Regions from separate parts of the Ctenopharyngodon idella genome. Here region 1 is linked to region 2. Evidence: chromatin contacts called from public Hi-C data. All regions are on one chromosome and are shown on one strand. The core of a region is the stretch at or near the end of the contact, and the rest is flanking DNA. Distances in the headings are between cores, read along the strand shown.

Region 1 (4,121 bases), core at 1,119-3,618, 150 kb after region 2:
TGATCAAAGATTACAAGGGCACTTAAATTAAAAAAAAAAAATGATGTGCGAGGATAAATAATTTACAACTAGATTAAAAAGCTTGGAGACAAACTTTGATGTTGGCTTGAGAAAGCCTAGCTTTCTCCATGTGACTCCAGTGGTTTAATCCAATTTTATTAAGCGACACAAGTGCTTTGTTTGCAAAGGACCACAGTGTCAGCTAAAAATTTTCTTTACTGTTCTACCGAAGAAAAAAGTCACCTACATCTTGGATGGCCTGAGGGTGAGTAAATTAACAGCAAAGTTTCATTTTTGGGTGAAATATCTCTTTAAATGAGTCTATATACCTTAGAAATATTAGACAGAATGGCAGCTTAAATGAGTCTAAAGGGCTTCTGGGAGTTTAAATTTGAATTTTGACAGCTGGAGTTTGAACGGTCTTGGCTCATTTCAACATTCCGTCTATGGAATTTTCTGAGATTTCATCCATATGTTTGGGAAAACCGTAAGTCCGATCAGTTAGAAAAGATATAGCATACCGAGTCAGAACAGTCTGAAGGTCTGACCTGAGTTTGATGGTAATAGCTTGAAAGCTCTAGGAGGAGATACAATTGCAAATTTTAGTCGCAGAAGAATAATAAATATAAGCTTAAATAGCATTTCATAGTGTTGGCTTTCTCAAGCCAACATAATAAATACTGCAATATTCCATTAAAACAACAACAACAAAAAACAAGAAATGTCCATTTTGATTTCATGGTGACTTATGGGTTTTTCCAACACATCCACACCAAACTAAACAGAAGAAGTTTGAAGTTTGAAGTCTTTAATACATGTAAACCTTTATTTTAAGTTACCTGCTGAGAGTCTGCACTTGGAGCTGATGCTTTTGGTCGAGGGCCGACATCACTCAAAAAACTAGCCCAAAGATCATCTGCTTTCTTCTTCTGCTGATCTTCATGGCCACCTCCTGACTTGGTTACAAAATGATCTTCTTTTGGCTCATCTTCATCTTTCTGTTGGTCTGCCGAACCTCCCTCACCATCTTCTACCAGTTTAAGGCCTCCTTTTTTCCTTTTTCTTTGAAAATGAGGGGAAAGTGAGAACATTTTACTTAAGAATTTAGTTGGGTTTAAAATATACGTCAGTAATATCATACCTCATAGGGATGTCTGCTTTAGTTTTCTTCTTTTTCTTCTTCACATGTTCTGACTGCTGCTCATTGTGATCCTCACCTTCCAGTGCATCCTCCTTCACACATTCATTCATGTCATCCTCACTCAGATTATCATCTGATCAATAAAAGGAAAAAAATTAAGTAATGTGAATGAATCTTATTTATGACCCTGGGACAAAGTGAACATATACCAGTAGGCAAACCAACTTATGATGCATTATTTCCTAAATTTTCTATGCATTGCTTGACTGCTGCATTGTTGTTTGAAAATAAATGAAAAACTAAATATTTTTAAAAAGGGCTGTTGTCACTTTCAATAACCTAAAGGTATTTTAAAATTCTTTGGAGTAGGAAAATCTGAAGTGGCAGGTTTTCTAATTCCAATGACCCAAATTCTTCTATAAGTGGGAATATTTCTCACTCAATATTTCTCACTAAAACCATGCCTGGATGTGAATTAACCACTTATACGTGTTAAAGCTGAAAATTAATCTGAACAAATCACTATGTTCAATGGTTGGATCTCCAGTGCTTCATGATGCAAACCAATTTATGGCACTTCTGCTGGACAGGACCATGAAAGACCAGCAGGGGTTTTGGTAAATTAAATCAGTGATTGTTTTCATCCTTGTCATCACTGTCACAGCCAAATAAACATCTCTCAGAAAGGAGTAACGTATTAACCATTGCTTGGACACATAAAACACCTCAAAGAGGGATCTGAATAAATATACCCTATACACTAGATAATACTGAGATAAGTCATTGTCTAGATAATTATGTAGGAATCCAAAGTATGAGCATTAGCTAGGATACTTTTTGTGCAATTGTGTTTGCATATGATATTACTATCATAAAGAGGAAAAACATATAAAGTAAAACAGTATATGTGCACATATATAGAGCACAGACTGCTTGGCTACATCTGTGCTCTTGCTCAAATACGACCATGCTAACTTTATCATGCTAAAATCTCTTACCAGAAGGGACATAGTCTTCATCCTCATTTGAGGAATAACCATCCGAGTCGTAATCCGAATAATTCATCCTTATTTCTCTGTGTGGTGTGCTGGATTAGCTGCTAAATCAGATGAAGACTCCGAAAACAATCACAAGAAACACTATGGCTAACCAGCTAGCTTTCCTAGAAACCGAGCATGTGTTAGCCTGCTAGCATCATCTGATCTATAAAAGACTCAATGCCTCATCAGCATCCAGACATGTCGTTTCTTTCCAACTTCAAGTTCTTTGTTAGGTTGTACCAACCCTGTGCAAAAAACAATGACAGAAAATGTTTTTAAAAATATGTATTAACAACAACAATGATAATAGGCTAAAAAACTAAAAGATTTGTATTATTAAAGGTAATTAAAGGTAAAATATTATTATTAAGGTCATTATTACAAGTAATACGGTAAGGAAATGACTAAAATTCTGCCCTCCTGACTCTTTTCATGTACGTTAACAACCATAAAAACAGTGACAGAATTTAAAAATATATATATTTATTAACAACAATAATAAACGGGGTTATTATTAAAGGTAATCAAAGGGGACATTTTATCATTAAAGTACTTAATAAAAGTATATTAATAATAACTAAATTTAATATATAAATTACATTACGGTAAAGACATTAAGACATTTATATTATTTTATTTCCACGACTTAAGATGGAAATAGAATAAAATAAAATAAAATAAAATAAAACAAAACTTGCAAAAGACACTCACACTCTATCCATATGATATGTAAATCATCTTTTACGGATACCGCGAAGGGACAGACGCTACAACCATACAGGCCCCGCCCACAAGCCTGTCGCAAATCGCAGGTGACAGCTAGATAATCTCAAACTCGACACAGTTATGGTCGTTAAAACCATAATTTTCCCGGTTTATCAACAGTGTTAGAGAGCATCGGTAGTGCTTTTAGTTTAATGAAAGTAAATCCGCGCGCTCATCGCAGTTGAAGTGGAAGTTCATGCAGATGGATGAGCATCTGTGCTAAAAACATACGCTCTGCTCAAGCCCACATTCCGTTTCTAATGCTGTTATTCGGATTTGACACTTTCCTCACGCATGATCGCAGTGTTGATCTTAAGAGAAATGCAGGACGACTATAACGTGGAGATAGGATTCGTCAAGCAGATCCTCAGTTTGAATTTGGTGCCGAGGAAAAATGCCACCAACTGCGGGAGGAACGACACATCTCTGTGCGATTTCTCCGGTGAGTCTTCACGCCACAGCAGACATTACTCGTCAGTTCGATCAGCTCATGTTTGTGCTGATATAAGATAATATTATTGTGTTGTATGATTTGCATTACACTGAAAAAGTGGAGCTTTTAGACTGGTGATGGGTTAGCAACTAATGCTAGTGTGTTAGCTTCCGGCTAATGTTATGTTAAGTGTTTGGGGAAATGGAGTAACTGAGAGATGGACATCGACTGTCTATCTGTCGTTATATGTGTAGTGCTAGAACTATCTATATATCTATCTGTCTGTCGTTCTTTCTGTCTGTCTGTTTGTTGGTATCTAACTCTGTCGTTTCTTATGTCTTATCTATCTATCTATCTATCTATCTATCTATCTATCGTTGTCTTTCTATCTATCTGTCTGTCTGTGTCTGTCTATCTATCTGTCGTTCTTTCTATCTATCTATCAGATTGTCTATCTATGTCGTTCTTTCTGTCTGTCATTCTATCTATTTCTGTCGTTCTTTCTGTCTGTCTATCTATCAGATTGTCTATCTATGTCGTTCTTTCTGTCTGTCATTCTATCTATCTATATCTGTCGTTCTTTCTGTCTGTCTATCTTATCTATCTATCTATTGTTGTCTTTATATCCATCTGTCTGTGTCTGTTGTCTATCTGTCTGTCTGTCATTCTTTATGTCTGTCTATCTGTCATTATATCAATCTATCTATCGTCTTTCTATCTATCTGTGCCTGTCTGTCTGTCT
Region 2 (3,676 bases), core at 640-3,139:
GCAAACTTTCCTAGCAACGACACAGCACTAAAATCAAACTAGAAAAGACACAAAAAACACTTACAGTATGTAGATCCTCCTGTTGCTTGACTGCTTCTCTCTAAAAAACGCTAAATTACAACTGTTTAAGTACTATAAGCTGGCTTTGGCCACGCCTTACTGACTCAGAGTGAAACGAGAACAAACGCAACTTGCCACGTGATGAGTTTGGAGAACACCTACAAGAGATCAGACACCATCTCTCCAGATCCTTCAGATTCCCAGCTCCATGTTAGTGCTTCTTCTCTTCAGTTCACCCCACTCATTTTTTTTAGGGTTCAGGTCAGGGGACTGGGATGGCCATGGCAGAAGCTTCATTTTATGCTCAGTGACACATTTTTGTGTTGATTTTGATGTTTGTTTTGGAACATTGCCCTGATGGATGATCCAACCACGGCCCCTTATAAGATTTCTAGCAGAGGCTGTCAGGTTTTGCTTTTTTATCTTTTGGTATTTGATAGAATCCATGATTGCATTTATCTGAACAAGATGTCCAGGACCTCCAGCAGAAAAACAGTCCCACAACATTAACCTGTTAGTGTTCCACTGTACCGCCTGCGGTACACATACCTTTCAAAAGAGACCAAAACCAATGTACTCCAAATGGTTCAGCATGAGAACAGCATGCAATTTACTTTGGGTATGCCTTTTTAGACGTTTTTAGGGCATGAGGTACTTTTTATTCATATGTGCACCAAAGCCATCTGGTGGGTTGTTGTTGTTTTTTTTTGTTTTTTTTGCTTCATCTGACCATAGAAGCCAGTCCCTGTTTGAAGTTCCAGTTGTGTCTGACAGCTGAACATGCTGGAGATTGTTTATGAATAAGCGAGGAGGATTTTTCTTGAAACCCCCCCGAACAACTTGTGGGGATGTTTGATCATTTTTATTTTAGGCTTTCTGACCCCAAGACTCAACTAATTTCCACAATTCTCCAGCTGTGATCCTTGGAAAGTCTTTAGCCACTCAAACTTTCTTTCTCACCGCGCATTAGGACAACATAGACACGCGTCCTCTTCCAGGCAGATTTGTAACATCTTAAGTTGATTGGAACTTCTTAATTATTGCCCTGATAGTGGAAATGGGGATTTGCAATACTTTAGCTATTTTCTTACAGCCATTTTCTATTTTGTGAAGCTCAACAATATTTTGCTGCACATCAGAACTATATTCTTTGGTTTTACTCATTGTGATGAATGATTATGGGAATTTGGCCTTTGTGTTTCCTCATGTTTATACTCCTGTGGAACAGGAAGTCATGGCTGGAGAAAAACATTTATTTCATGACGTGATCTCCTCCCTTTTAATATTTTTTATTAAAAACATAAGCATATGAAGTAAATGTTTGCAGCTTGCAAAAGTGGCTACATTAAGTGTAAAAGGAAGAACAGTAGAGAAAGAAACGTGTGAAAACCACAAACCAGAAAGAATGCAGCTATTTAAAACAAAATAAATAGCATCATATGACCCCTTTAATTAAGTATGAATTCATAATTTTTTCTCTGTATGTTTTACTTTAATTGCATCATGCTTGTTTGAGAAGAAAATACATTATATATAGCGGGTAAAAGGGAAGCTTTAATTTTTTTTTGCCTTTGTGTATTTGTTTCTTGTTTGTTTTGTTTGTTTATTTATTGTTATTTATTTATAAAGCACAATTAAAACAATAATGTTGACCAATGTGCTGTACAATCAAACAAAAAAAATTACACAAAAAAATATTTGCAAGCACCTTCATTGAGATAAGAGCAAAGCTGTAGTTTTGGTTTACAGAAAGGGAGGAGTCAACATAGCCCCTGTTCTTCAAGCAGTCATAACTCAGATTCAGCATTAACAGACAAGAAAATCTGATGATGGAGCTTAGATTACGCTTCAATTCAACATCTAACAGCACTGCTGTGGGTTCAAAGCAGATCGCTCCTGCTGTAGTTCTGGGTTTGTGCTGTTTGGTGGGTTTGCCAAGCAATATCGCAGTAATCATCAGCATTGCTCGTGAGTGGAACAAACATTTGAACTTTACCTTAAAACTAATGGTAAACCTTGCTGTCTCTGATGCTTTGACCCTTTGCTTGGCTCCTGTGGTGCTGTGTGGAATACTGTTTGGATGGAAACTCGGCCTTTGGTCTTGTAGGATCTTATTCTTCTTGGGTCACTGGAGTCTGTATGTTGGTGTCCTGACGGTCACCTCCATGAGTGTGCACCGCTATCACAATGTCATCAAGTCCAGAGTCACTAACAGGATGATACTGCACAGACTGGAGAGACGGCACAGGCGCCTTCAGCTGATTGCCATCTGGATTCTAGCCTTTGTTTTTTCCCTACCGATATTTTTCACTCAAGGACTCATAGACAAGGATGGATTGCAGAGATGTCAGAGGGCAATGGAGTCTGTAGAATCACAGTCTGTAGTAGTGACTGTTTTGCTTCTTGAGATCCTGTTGGGGTTCGTCATCCCATTTTTGATCATGTTAACATGTTATCTCTGGTTGCACAAAGGTTTGAGCCAAAAAGCCAAGAGCTCCAATTTAACTAGAGCTCCACAGAACCAGGAACCCAGAAACCAGGGGTCAAAGGTTAAGACTTACAAGAAGAGACTTGTGGTCAGCATCGTTGTGGCTTTCTTTCTGTTTTGGACTCCTGTGCACATCATCAATGTGATTGATATAGTTACTACTCTGACTAAAACTTCTCATCCAGACATTCATTCCCAACTGAAGTCCTTCCGTAGAGTTTATGGTGATATGAGCAAGACTCTGGCTTTGCTGAACTGCTGTCTGGATCCTTTTCTCTATGTTTTCTTTTCAAGGAATGTCATAAAGTGTAGTAAGTAGAACCCCCCATTGTTTATTTCACAGTTACAAATTCAACTAATTATTTTTGAGTTGTAAACTTTGTCTGCTAACAAAATTGAGATCGGTTTGCTTTAAAAATTTATTTTCTGTTGTAAAAAGCAGCATGTATGCAATCTTTTATCTGTGCTATGCCAAAGGAACATCTATGTAAATAAAACCTGAATGAATAAATGCTTATAAACATCAACTCACTGAGGGTTAATACATCTTGTTTACAATTTTGTTTCAATGATTTAGAATTTTTTAATTTTTGCAGGTTTTTCATGTTACATGTTACTGTAACTGTCCTTAAAATGCTCTTGCGTGTAGGACTACTGTTCTGCTGTGAAAAATAATTTTTCAATCTTTAGAAAGATGAAGAACATTTAAAAGTATTTATAAAAACAACCCTGTTATGAATTTTTGTAGCTGCAGTATGTGAAGGAAGTTTTTAATTAATCATAACTAACATTCCTCCATCTTTTACACTAACTTTTTCTTGCAGAATTAACATTTATATGCTTTTGAAAACTGAAGGTCCCCAACACTCGGGCCAAAGTTAATGTGTCTGAATATAACAAAAGAGGAAACAAAATTTAGACAGCTGATGTAGGCTGGTTAATAAAAGCCTTTTGAAGCGAATGGATGCGTTTTTGTAAGAAAAATATCCATATTTAAAACTTTATAAATTCAAATAACGAGCTTCCAGCGGATGAACGTACACACGACGCGATGACGCAATGACGCAGGCGCAGAGGAGAGAGCAAAACAAAACACCGGTCATGAATTAGAAGTCTAAAATTAGAAGT

What was found. Hi-C and Micro-C count contacts between places; a contact is called where the count stands out from the background.
Region 1: a contact with region 2 is called in a Hi-C map of muscle, with 5 times the contacts expected there. The contact joins the promoter of cfdp1 here to the promoter of LOC127499540 in region 2. A contact is called at or near these places in 2 of 2 Hi-C or Micro-C datasets (both in muscle).

What each region holds. Positions count from the first base shown.
Region 1 is chr18:21,340,234-21,344,354 of HZGC01, forward strand. It overlaps cfdp1 (craniofacial development protein 1), which reads right to left and starts at 2,369. Exons shown (of 7, transcript XM_051870399.1): 1 at 2,140-2,369; 2 at 1,142-1,274; 3 at 840-1,062. The coding sequence starts at 2,206. tmem170a (transmembrane protein 170A) reads left to right here and starts at 2,931. Exons shown (of 3, transcript XM_051870400.1): 1 at 2,931-3,388. The coding sequence starts at 3,241.
Region 2 is chr18:21,191,012-21,194,687 of HZGC01, forward strand. It overlaps LOC127499540 (leukotriene B4 receptor 1-like), which reads left to right and starts at 1,890. Exons shown (of 1, transcript XM_051869912.1): 1 at 1,890-2,926. The coding sequence starts at 1,890. The coding sequence ends at 2,867.